Regions from separate parts of the Mus musculus genome. Here region 2 is linked to region 1. Evidence: chromatin contacts called from public promoter capture Hi-C data. All regions are on one chromosome and are shown on one strand. The core of a region is the stretch at or near the end of the contact, and the rest is flanking DNA. Distances in the headings are between cores, read along the strand shown.

Region 1 (6,125 bases), core at 2,118-4,617:
AAAAACCAAAAAAACTAGGGACTCAATTGCCCCCATAAAGCATGAAAGTTGTAGCCTTTGTTTAGACTAACATGCTAACCAGTGACTCAAAAGACAGAATGGAAGCCAGCTGTGGTGGCGCACACCTTTATTCCTGGCCCTTGGAAGGCAGAATCCGGGGGATCTCCGTGAAGTCTGTGCCAGCTTGGGCTAAGTTGCAAGTTCCAGACTAGCCAGGTATACACAGTGAGATTCTGTGAGATTATTAAAAATCAGATTATTACTGAATGGCTCTTATTTTATGGGTGCTGTTGTGTTTTGCCAACTTGACTGGATTTAGCGTCACCTAGCAGACACATCTGGGCATGTCTGAATGTGGCGGCTCCATCCTTTAGTGCAGCTGAGGCTCTGAACACTATTTTCTTGTTACTTCCTTCCCAAGTGTGGGCACATGTTTGTATCCAACAGCCTCCAGCTCCCTTGGCCATGTCTTCCCTGCATGAGGTACCGCATCCCTTCAAACAACCAGCCAAAATAACTCCTTCCTTCCTTAAGTGGTTTTTGCATGGATCTTCTCACAACCCAGATAAAGAAACAAACCAACATGACTGAACACTTCTCGTCATTGACTGTAGACAGTATATTTTCATCTATCCAGACTAAACTTCTTCAGAGAAGACACTCTCTTTTGTAAAGAGTTGGAGTCTAAGTGAAACACAGCTGAGGTTTTCCTTGTTTGCTTTTGGCTCTGGGTACCAACTGTATACACTCTAGAAATGGCTCACTTACCCCACAATGCATGAGGAAGCCTTGCTTTCCAGGAATGCTATTTTTCCTCTGTCCAGTTGTCTCTGAGGTAGGATATCCAACTTACAATTATCTTCCCACTCCATTCCCTTGCTTCCCCATGACAGGACCTGTAGCCATGGAATAAATTCAAATTATAAGAGCTCTAAGTCAGGAAGAACTCTAAGTCTGTGAACAACTGAACTATTTAACTGTAAATAATACCACATGGGTGTGCGATTGGAGTATTGCAGATTTGCCTCTGTAGACGGTGCCTTACAATCAAGGGCTTCTGGATGGAAGTTGCTTGAAGTCCCGTCTCTATTTAAGGTCATGCAGACTGCTTGGCCTTGCTCAATTAGGATGTAGTGTGAAGAGATCAAATGTTATAGACTCCAAAAGTATCTCGGGGCATCTCAGGCCATTTAGTAGTTATCTACTAGCCTTCATTTCCCTTTTTGAATCTTCGATTTTTAATAGAACACACACACATACATACATACATGTCACTGTCTTCAGTCACATCTGAAATGGGCATCAGATCCCATTACAGATGGTTGTGAGCCACCATGTGGTTGCTGGGATTTGAACTCAGGACCTCTGGAAGAGCAGTCAGTGCTCTTAACCACTGAGCCATCTCTCCAGCCTAGTGAGTCTTCTTTTTTGAGACACGATCTCATGTAGTCTAGGCTGCCCTCAAACCCTTATGTTGCCTACACTGGCTCTGATCTTCCTCCCTCTGCCTCTGAAGTGCTTGCCGTTACAGGCACGTGGCACCGCGTCAGGTTTGTACAGGGCTGGAGCTAACAGAGGGGTTTGTGACTGTTAGGTAAGCACTCTTGTCAACTGAGCTACAACACTAGCCATGATCTTTATTTTTATACTTAGCTAACCTTCTCAGGCTTGTTATGTAAAGCCCTTGTGGTGTATCAGCAGATCTCTAGCTTCCTCCAACACTAAGGCTAAGAGTTCTCTAACCTAAGTTGAAACCTAGGAAAGATTGACTCTTCTTGCTATAACCCTCCTATCCGATGTTCCCACCAATGCAACTCTGCTAAATGTTCTGATGTGTGGCTTTCTCTTGTCCTGCAACTATAAAAGTTCACCCAAGGCCAGCGAGATGGCTTGGTGGGAAAAGCGCTTGCTGAACAAGTCCGACCACATGAGTTGGATCTCTGGAATCCGTGTAAAGGTGAAAGCAGAGAACTGAGTTCACAGAGCTGACCTCTGACCACCATATGAGTGCTACCCACTCACACAGCACACACACACACTCACACTCACACACACACTCACACACACACTCACACTCACACACACACACACTCACACACACACACACACACACACACACACACACACACACACAGACCGATAATAATTCTAAAGACCATAACGCAACTGTTTTCAAGGTGGGGCAAACACTTAGGGTAAGGAATCCGAGCACTGCTAAGCAATGCTCATGGATATTTGACTCGAAATAGACTATTCCCTTATTTCTGTTAGGGCAGTGTTTACTGTCCACTGGGTCAAATATATAGACCACCACAAGACAAGGACTGGGGTGCCTACCTCTAGTGGAACCTGGGTACTTAACTGGTTGCTTCATAATTTCTACCAGAGCAGGGGCAACAGTCTGACTGGATGTAGCATTCAGGGCAGTTCTTATAAATTGCATCTACATAGAATACACTCTTTCCATGTCACCATTGCGCCTTCTTGTGGTGTCATTGTGGGTGCAGGAACAAGTGGTCCTGATCTAGGAACAGTCAAGGGGACTCTTAGGTAGACTTGAGACTTTCTACTGAGGGTCCAGGACAGGGACAGTCCGCCAGGCAGAAAATAGTCACCAGTTCTGACCCACCCTCTATGAAGGAACACAAACATAGTTTCAAGGGCTGGCAAGATGGCTCAGCTTAAAAGATTGTATTGTTCTCGCTGAGGACCTGAGTTCAGTTCCCAGCACCCACATGGTGTAACTTACAATTCCAGCTCCAAGAGGATCTGTTGCTCTCTTGGCCTCCAGGGGCACCTGAATTCACATGCGTATACCGACACAGACATCCATATAATTCTTTTTTTTTTTTTTTTTTTTGGAGACAGGGTTTCTCTGTGTAGCCCTGACTGTCCTGGAACTCACTCTGTAGTCCAGGCTGGCCTCAAACTCAGAAATCCACCTGCCTCTGTCTCCCAAGTGCTGGGATTAAAGGCGTGCGCCTCCACCGCCCAGCCACATAAATATTTTTATTTTATTTTATTTTATTTTGAATTGTTCTTCAGAACCACAAAGCCTGAGAGATCCTAGCTCAGTAATTTGTAACAAAAAGCACTTGAGAAGCTCCCAACGCTGCACACTTGGGCCATGGTTCAGAAATGTGTGTGTGTTAAAACCTCCTTAAAGAAAGGAGTAGGACGCCCATCCAGTTCCACAAGCACGCCCTAGCGCTGACGAGCGGCTGCCTCACCTGAGCAGCAGCCGCTCTTCAGACAGAACACGCCAACAAAGGCTACGTTCTGCGCCTGCGCCTGCGCCAAGCGCCAGCTGAGAGCGGCCGCTCTGCGCAGGCGCTCCGGTCACTTCCGGGATCTGTCAGCCTCTCCCTCTAGGCCTCCCTCCTCCGTCCGCGCCCGCCGGAGCCAGTTCGCGTCGACTGACCAGAGTCCGCGAATCGTCCGCTCCGGACCTCCAGACCTCCCCAACCTCAGGTAAGGAGCCACAGGGCGGAGAGTCTGGCCCGGGTCGCCTCCATTTTTTTTTTTGTATGTTCTATGGCACGCGGGGGCGGCGGGCCCAGGGCTGTTAGGCGCGGGGTCTGGAGCTGAGGGGCCCGGGATCTCAGCCCTTCGTGGTTACCTCTGAGTCCCTGGTGCCCCCCTCACACACAGACCGAGCGTTTCTGAGCACTTTCCAGCTGCCCTCCATCTCGGATGAGAGAAGGAACAACTCGGCTTCCGACACCCCCATAGTACCATTTGCACCCCTACTGTGAGCATTTACCACAATCTGTAAAATTAGTTTAGACGGGCGGATCTCCCCCCCCATCCCCCGGTGGCTTGTCACGAGTATCTGTTCATCTCGTCAACATCTAGGATGTTGCCTAGAGCAGCCTCCGAACCGTCAGTTATTGGGGAACCCTTCCCAGCAAGAGAAAGCCCATCTTTCCAGTAACCTTAAGATTCCCTAGCTCTAGCCCCCGCCCCCGCAAGTCAGACTTGTACTCTCCTCTGCACCCGTATTCATAGGGTCCTTTATGTAGAACCCTCCGAGTTCCCGTTTGACTCTGCCACTTTGTCAGGTGTCTCTGGGAAGGTTGTTTCTTGGTGCCTCAGTTTCCCCAGCTGCAGTAAGAAGATTCTTAGTCTACTTGGTTTTATGGGTTTCGCGTGGAGTTCGTGTGCTTGAGTTGCTTACAGCAATTCCTAACCCAGAGAAGCTGTTCAAATGATCTGATAATAAATGATAGCCATTACTGGTGCTTCTGAGACTTTCAAGGCATATCTGCCTTCCTTTACTTTCTGCTCTCTTTCCTCCGGAGAAGGACATGAGGACAAGGATTTATTCATGTTCCTGGCCCCGTTCAGATACTGAACACTGTTGGGAACATGGGAGGCACTTAATAAATTGCAGCTTAGAATCTCTGAGTATAAAGCCATCTGTTGTCATGGTGTGTTTCTCTCCTATCTTCTCCTTGCCCAGTTTCTGAAATGACCTAGGTTGGCATCCTATTTTATCAGTTCCCTTAATCTTTTGGTTTCCTAGTAGGCCTTAGGATTTCAGGTCTCTATAAGTTATCAGTCCCGGGTGTTTACCCCATTAGATCAAGTCACTGGCTGTCTCAGGGGTGGGGGTTGGGGGAAGGCTTCTTCAATTCATATGCTGTTCACAGCTGAGAGGACCCATTGGAAATTGCAGACTCCTTTAGAGGATGGGTGGCAGTGTTTTGAATCTAAATTATCTAGTGTTAGGTCAAAATAAGTTCTCTACAGGAAGTGTGGAGATGGTCTGATGAAGCTGGAATTTCTAATGAAGCCTGTCAGAACATTGGTAGGGCGTGGTGACCTGTTGGAGCACAGGTATCGCTGGGCTGGGTAAGGAGAGCAATTAGAAACTAGATGAAAGCCGGGCGTAGTGGCGCACGCCTTTAATGCCAGGACTCGGGAGGCAGAGGCAGGCGGATTTCTGAGTTCGAGGCCGGCCTGGTCTACAGAGTGAGCTCCAGGACAGCCAGGGCTATACAGAGAAACCCTGTCTCAAAAAACCAAAAAAAAAAAAAAAAAAGAAAAAGAAAAAAGAAACTAGGTGAATCAATGACTTGAAATTGACCCTAACAGGGAATGGAAACTCTAACTTATGTGAATTTGTCAAGTCCCAGTGGAATGGGGTCAAGACACCAACATGTCCTTCTAGGACTGGTTCAAAGCTTTGTGTCAGAGGAAGAAAGAAAACCAATTTACTGGGCTTCCAAGATGGCTCCACCACTAAAGGCTAGGCTTACAACCCAAAAGATCAGAGAACTAACTTACCGGAATCAGTTTTGTGCTGCTTTTATGTGCTATCTCATTTAATCTTCCCAACGGTTGTCTTGTAATGCCATTTGGAGATGAAATGAAAATTTGCCCAGCATCTCATGTGTGTGTCAAAATGAAGATTCAAGCTCAGGTCCCCTCGTCTCAGATTTCCATGGCTAACTCGACATTAACATGACTCCACTTGAAGGCTGGGAATGTGGCTGAGTTGGTGCAGCCCTTGCCTGGTGTGCACAGTGCATAGGTAGGTAGGCTCACCAGTAGGGCAGGAAGAAAGACCATGCTAAGTGAAAGCTGAAGAGAGTAGGAGCCTCTTCCTTCAGTCCTCTTTATCCCTCAGTGCTGGACAGTGGCAACAGGCGCCTGATGCCTGCGTTTTGGTTGGTTGGTTTTGTTTGAGGCAGAGTCTCAACTGTATATAGTCCTGGTTGGCCTGGGACTCACAGAGATCCTTCCGCCTCTGCCTCACGAGTGCCCAGAAAAACCTTTTAAGTTCATGCAATCGCCTATGGTGTTCCCTTTTCTCCTTTTGAGTCTTGTTAAGATTTTCAAACATTGCTTAAATACCACCTGCAGCTTAGTGACTTAAAATTATCACCATATGAATGAAGGTTTATTTTACTTGGTACAAAATTGTGGCTTAAAATAGCCAAATGACTATAAAGGAAGGATATGTCTGAATGCGTGTTCAATTATAGGACTTGACTATAGACAAAATTAGAAATGCAGTTGTAGAAGTATTTCTGCTGTTGTGTGACTGGTCATCTCTTTTGGAACCTTAAGTATGTATGTCCTTAAGAAAAACTAAATAGGAGAATGAGAAAGTCTCTATC
Region 2 (6,125 bases), core at 1,908-4,407, 1.4 Mb before region 1:
AAGTGCTTTTAAGGAATGGTCCTCAAAATGTCCAGGCAGCCAAATCTACATGTCAGACCTTGAAGAAAACCTTTCAGGAGTGCTCAGCTGCCCTCCCTATGTTCTTCCCAGCATCTGAACTTGGCACGCTTTAGTCTCTGGAACACTCCGCACGTTACACTCCCACCATAGACAGGGCCCATTTTTAGTCCAAGCTCCTTGCTGAGGTCCTGCAAGCTATTCTTCACATGTTCTCCATCTCCTACCTCTGCTTAGTTAACACTTCCCCTGTCAGGGTTAGAACTCATTCCTCTACAATGCTTTTTAGAAACCCATCCTAAAGGGTTTCCTTGACAACACCTTTCACCCCAAGATTGGGTAAGAAACCAATCCTAAAAAGTCCTTGTGCTGATCTCCATGGTAGCATGTAGTAAAAACTTAACTCCACCCTACCTGGTATGGGGGAAGCTTTCCAAACATGTGTTCAACAAATGAATGAAATCGTGCAAACAGGAAGTTACTAGTGTTTGCTTGTAGCACCAGCTTGTGCTTAGGGATTTATATATGGCATCTCATTTAATTCTTTAAAACCTCTGAATTAAAGGGAGTACCTCTAAAACTTGGCCTTTAAAAAGTTCACCCCTTTTAAAGTACAAAGGGTAATAAAATCCTTGTGTACTTCAGTGAACAGATGTCCCCATGTTGGTGCTTACAGTCAAGTTGTTCCTTAAAAGTTTCAACCTTCTTGTTTACAATTTTTAATTCAAGTGAAGTTACAACCTTAACAATGTAGGGGCAGTTACATAAAATCAGAAAGTCAATAACTTGAATACTTAATCAAATGAAGATAAATCACCTTCAGTCACAAGAAAATTTGGGCCTACTAGCCAAATAAAGTTTATATATTTCTCATGCTACAGGCAAAAGAAATTCTATATACACATACAGACACACACACGTGCACACACACACAGTGTATTGATGGAAAAAAAGGAACAGGAGGGAGAGTTAGGGGAAGGAGACAAAACTCCGTAATAAGGAAAGGCTAGTCTATCCTTACTTAAAATAACATTTATAGTAAAACCCCTTGATTTTCCTGGGACAAGCAACCTTTCCATACAATGATTAACAACCAACCAAACAAAACACCGTACTCATTCTAGCAAAGATGCTGTGATAGGCTTAGGAGATAAATATTAAGGAAAACACAACTCAAGTCATCAGAAATATGTCATTGTTTTGATTCTGGCAAGAATAACAGAACCCATCTATCTTCTTCACTTGGATATTCAGCCAATGAATATCACCTTAAAGTCACCAGGGATCAAACTAAACTCCACCTATAAGAGCCAACCTTTCTTAAAACCCAGCTATATTGTGTAAGACAGGTTCATATGGCTCCTGTTTTTAGTCTAAGTGAAGCGTCTGACAGTTAGTGTTCAAAACGGCCTGTGAATGGTAACTACTTACTCAAAGCCCAGCCAGTCCCAACACCTTTTCATGATATACAAAGTTACAACAGTCCATTTTGAAACCTGACCAGGGACCAAAGCTGAATAAATGTGCAAGACTAATTACTTGCTTAGGTCTCTTTTACGATAAGTAAATGCCAGGCTACATTTATCTTTCTCATTTTAAGAAAGAATATCACTATGTACACATTGTGTCCCCCCACATACACTGAAGAAATAAGGTCAACGCATTAAAAAAAACCTGTTATGCGAACTCTTCATAAACAGTATTATACAAGTTCTGGTAACATTTCAGTTTTAAGAAACTTTAAAAAAAGACACCACTTGGTTTTTAATTGTATTTTGGTAAACAGAATGATTAGCCGTAAAACTCTGCAAACCAAGTACTTACTGTAGTCTTGAATCAATGATTACAGAAAAGAAAGTGAAACTGTCCCTGAGTAAAAACAAATAAGTGTAACTCATTATTCACAGACCTAAGCATCTGAATGAGTGACATGGTAAAAGCAGAACGTTTAAAATGCATGCTTTGAAGAAAAGTTCTCCTCCATAAACAGCTGTGCGAACCTGGATCCGGTTGTTACTTTGTAAAAGGGGCGTTAACTAGTTTCCCCGACACTTTTTGTTACTTGAGTGTATTTACTTGAAAGAACCACAAACAAGCAAGTCCTAAGGCCTTCAGATATAAAAGAGCTATTCAACAAAAGTAATCTCAACTGTATTCTAGGGAGGTTAAAGTCCTAGATTGTAAAACTTTGGTCCCGTCAAATTTTCATTTCAAACATCTGAATCTGATCCCTCCCACCCGCCCTTTCCTCCAGGTAAGTTGGTTCTCTGTGCCCCAAAAGATAAAGAGCCTGGGGGAGGAAGGCACACTCGCTTTTTCGGAGGGGAAAGAGCTACGGGGCTCCTCCCCCCCACCCCAACACCCCCGGCTGTCCGCCTCTCTTGCGGGTGTCCGCTCCGCTACGGCGTGGGCAACTCGGGTGTTCTGCTGAGGAGCCTAGTGGACTGCGCCCGGGTGGGAAAGTTTGTCGGGGTGGGGTGGGGGCGGGGAGGCCAGCCCGGAGCTCCGAGGGGCGCCCTGGAGCCGGAGGTGGCAGCCACGCGGGGGGGCGGCGGGCGGGCCCCGGACGCCGGCTACGCCGGCTACACTGTCCCGGCGTGCACACGCCCACCCCGGCAGCTCCAAACGCGCCGGGCGGCCCGGTAGCTGCCGGCCGCCCGAGCAGCGGACCGAGGGGGCGGGCTGGGGCCGGTGGGGGTGGGAGCGCTGTGGCCATGGCAACCAGGGGGGTCCGGCCCTTCCGTGCAACCCCGGCGCTGCCTTCGCTGCGAGCCCGCCCGCCGTGGCCACCGCCTCCTGCTCTGCGGGCCTGGCCCGGCCGGGCGGCGGCAGCGCCAGTCCCGCAGCCGTGGGGTCCCCGGGCCGCCCGGCGGCTGTAGAGGGGGCGGCGGGCGAGGGGCCGCGCTAGTCCCGGCGGGCCGCGGCCGGCTGAAGGCGGCGGGGCGGCTGAGGCCGCGAACCAGGGACACGCGGCCCGGCCCCACGCCGGCCTGCAGCGGGCGGGAAGGAGGCGGGAGCTTACCTGACCCGGCTCGGCACTCGCTCCATCCCCCTCGGCCGCCGCCGCCGCCGCCGCCGCACACAGCCCAGCCGCCCGGCGGGGGACAATGACGTGCCTCCATCCGGGCACCGCCGCCGCCGCCTCCGGGTCAGCGCCGCACCCGCAGCTTGCCGGCCGGGCCGCCAGGGGGCGCACCAGGGCCGCGCCCGCACGCGCCGCCGCCACGGCCTCCGCCGCCCAGGGGCCGTCGCGCAAGAGGCGCGGCGCGCAGCTAACGGGCCGGGCAAACGCGGGAGGGGCCGTCGCCCAAGGGCGGCGGGGCGCGGGCTGGCCTCACGCGTCAGCTAAGCGCCGGGCTCCGCCGGAGAAAGCACACTGATTGGTCCGACGCCCTGATTGGCGGGATGCACTGATTGGCTGGGTGTCCGGCAGCAGGGCGGGGAGGGGCCGCTTCCGTTCAGAGTTCCCGGAGTGGCCCGGGTTGGGGCCCTAAAGCCAGTACACCTGAGCTCCCATCCCGGGAGACTCATGCCTCTCCTACGCGTGGCCCTGCGGACTACGGTGGCGAGGCCACTGGGCTCTGCGATCCACGGGCCCTCACCGCGATGGGGCCTCCGCTGTCTCTACCTTACGTAGCCCTGCCAGGCTAAAGAGCAGACCATGCACCCCCCTCAACGTCTCACTTCAAGTCTTAGCTCTCCAGATTGAGGCAACTGCGCCCCAGTCCTACAGTCATGCTTCTTGTTACTTCCTGGATCCTGAGGCTGGACAAAGTAGTTCATCCTTGTATTCTCTCCCCTCCAGCGCCTGCCTGTGGTACCCATTTAGTACACACCCCTGAAGAGCATTCACTGCTGATCAAAACCTTTCACCCCCTAGACCACCAGTTCACTACACCCTACTGACCTAAAGAGCTGTGGTCCTGCCCACCACCCACTTGCCTTCTCTCTCACTAAGCCTAGTCTAACTGACTCCTCCAGCACTCCACTCTGGTTTCACTATACTCTTGTGGACACAGTTTTTTGTTTTATTTTAAAACACAGATCAGAAGAAGAAGCTAAGCTCTTTAGCTTGGGCATTAAAAGTCCCATTTTAATGATTCCCAGTACAGGTGAGTCTGAGACAGGAGAATCACAAGTTTGAAGACACCCTGTGCTACAGAAGGACTCCCAGTCTCAAAACAAAACACCCAACTCCATATTTCCTTTTTCCTTTCATTTATTCCAGCCACAGCATGCTATGTTAAGCTTTTAACATTATAAAGAGGTCAGGAGCCTATACCTACTCATGCTACCAACTTCATTACAGTCCCTATAGGTTGGCTATAAAATGTCTATTGAGTATTTGGAGCAAAAAACTCAAGTACTTTGAGGAATTAAAAAGGAGAAAGAGAATCCTAGTTGCTCACATTTCAGCATCTCCTGTCAAAATTAACACCACAACTTTTTTCTTTACAAAAAATGGTTATGGAATTTCACCACTGTAGACCATTATTAAGAGATTTGCAAAAGGTAAAATAACCCATGTCTGTGATCCTAGAATTCAGCAGCTTAGGCAGAAGGATTGCCATGAGTTCAAGCCAGCCTGGACTACAGAGTAAAATCCTGTCTGTAATCCAGGTCAGCCAAGACTATAGACTGAGACCCCATCTCAAGGAAAATGACCAATTTGTGCGACTAGAACTACCTGCTCAGTACTTTGCCTTTTCCAGGTAATTAAATTCAAATGCTGAGGAACTGAGGGACTAGTTATCTAGCTAAACGTTATGGTATTTCAGAACACTTCCCTTTGAGGTCCCAGAAGTTTACCCCGCCCCTGTTGGGATTTATTAAGAATGGGGTTTGGTGTTTGTTTTTAGAGGCAGGGTCTTATTCTGTATAATGGCTTTAAACTCTACAACCTCTGCCTCAATCTGCAAGTGCTGGGCTTACAGATTTAAATGAGGGAAGAAAGAGAATTTGGCCCCAGTGGACAAAACATTCTCAAATGGCCCTCACTTCTGCTTTGATTTTACACAAAGTTTGATGTTCTTTAATTCAGGTCACCTTAACAATTTGACTATAAAAGCATTTTGTGTGTGTGTGTGCGTGTGTGTGATATGTCTGAGTGTGTGTATGTCAAAAACAGGTCAACATCAAGTGGTTTTTTTTTTCAACTGCTACCATATTTGTGTAGTATGTGTATGGACACACTTGCAGGTGTGCATGCTCATTAGGAAGTCAACTGTTAATAGCTCTCATATTTCCTCTGTGTGTGTGTGTGTGTGTGTGTGTGTATGTGTGTGTGTAGAACAGAGGTTAACATTTGGCATCTTCGTGTGTCACACTGAACTGAGAGCTTGGTTAGATGGCATCCATCAAACCCCTGAGATCCACATGTCCTGTGCTATGTCCCCTCTCTACTCCCTGGAAGTGGAAGGGCAAGACAGCATCTACAGAAGACCACTGCAACTATGCCTGAAACACTGTTCCCGCCGAGAGCACTTCAGGTCGTCTGCTGTGGCCTTGGAAAGTAGCTCTCCCAAAGCACAGAGTGCATTCTAGAAGATCGTGCAGACATCTCAGAGGTAAGAGAATTGCCCCCTTGCAATTCTTACCATAGCCACCACTCTAAGCAATAGAGGTATGCCATGGCCGGATCATTCCTTCTCTGACAGCAGGCTTTTTTGAGAAAGGGTATCATATAGTCCTGGCTGGCCTAAAACTAGCTGTGTACCTGACTTTGAACCACAGATCCTCCTGCACCAGTCTCAGGAGAACTGAGATAACTGGGGTGTACAAACATGTACACCATCTGTAGGGTGTGTGTGTGTGTGTGTGTGTGTGTGTGTGTGTATGCATGCCAGAGGAGAACTTCAGGCATCACTAGATCCTGTTTTGTTTTGTTTTGTATTGTGTTGTTTTGTTTTTGAGACAGTGACTTTCACTGGCCTGGAACATGCCAAGAAGGCTAGACTCATTGGCGATAAAGGCTTTACCACCTCAGACCTAGGCAAGCAAGTCCATGTCACCACAGCTGCATATGAGTTATGGCCATCTATCTCAGTTCTTACTGCTTGGCAGAACTTTACTGGAGGATCGGTGGACAGATCAGTGAAATGGCTAAG

What was found. Promoter capture Hi-C pulls out the DNA fragments that hold promoters and counts their contacts.
Region 2: a contact with region 1 is called in a promoter capture Hi-C map of liver, with 2.4 times the contacts expected there. The contact joins the promoter of Usp42 here to the promoter of Arpc1a in region 1. A contact is called at or near these places in 2 of 39 promoter capture datasets (liver and second pharyngeal arch cranial neural crest).

Annotation. Positions count from the first base shown.
Region 1 is chr5:145,080,502-145,086,626 of GRCm38.p6, forward strand. Arpc1a (actin related protein 2/3 complex, subunit 1A) reads left to right here and starts at 3,368. Exons shown (of 10, transcript NM_019767.2): 1 at 3,368-3,471.
Region 2 is chr5:143,729,123-143,735,247 of GRCm38.p6, forward strand. Usp42 (ubiquitin specific peptidase 42) reads right to left here and starts at 3,158. Exons shown (of 18, transcript NM_029749.2): 1 at 3,041-3,158. Gm38737 (a long non-coding RNA gene) reads left to right here and starts at 3,333. Exons shown (of 3, transcript XR_868672.3): 1 at 3,333-4,730; 2 at 5,432-5,585; 3 at 5,936-6,125.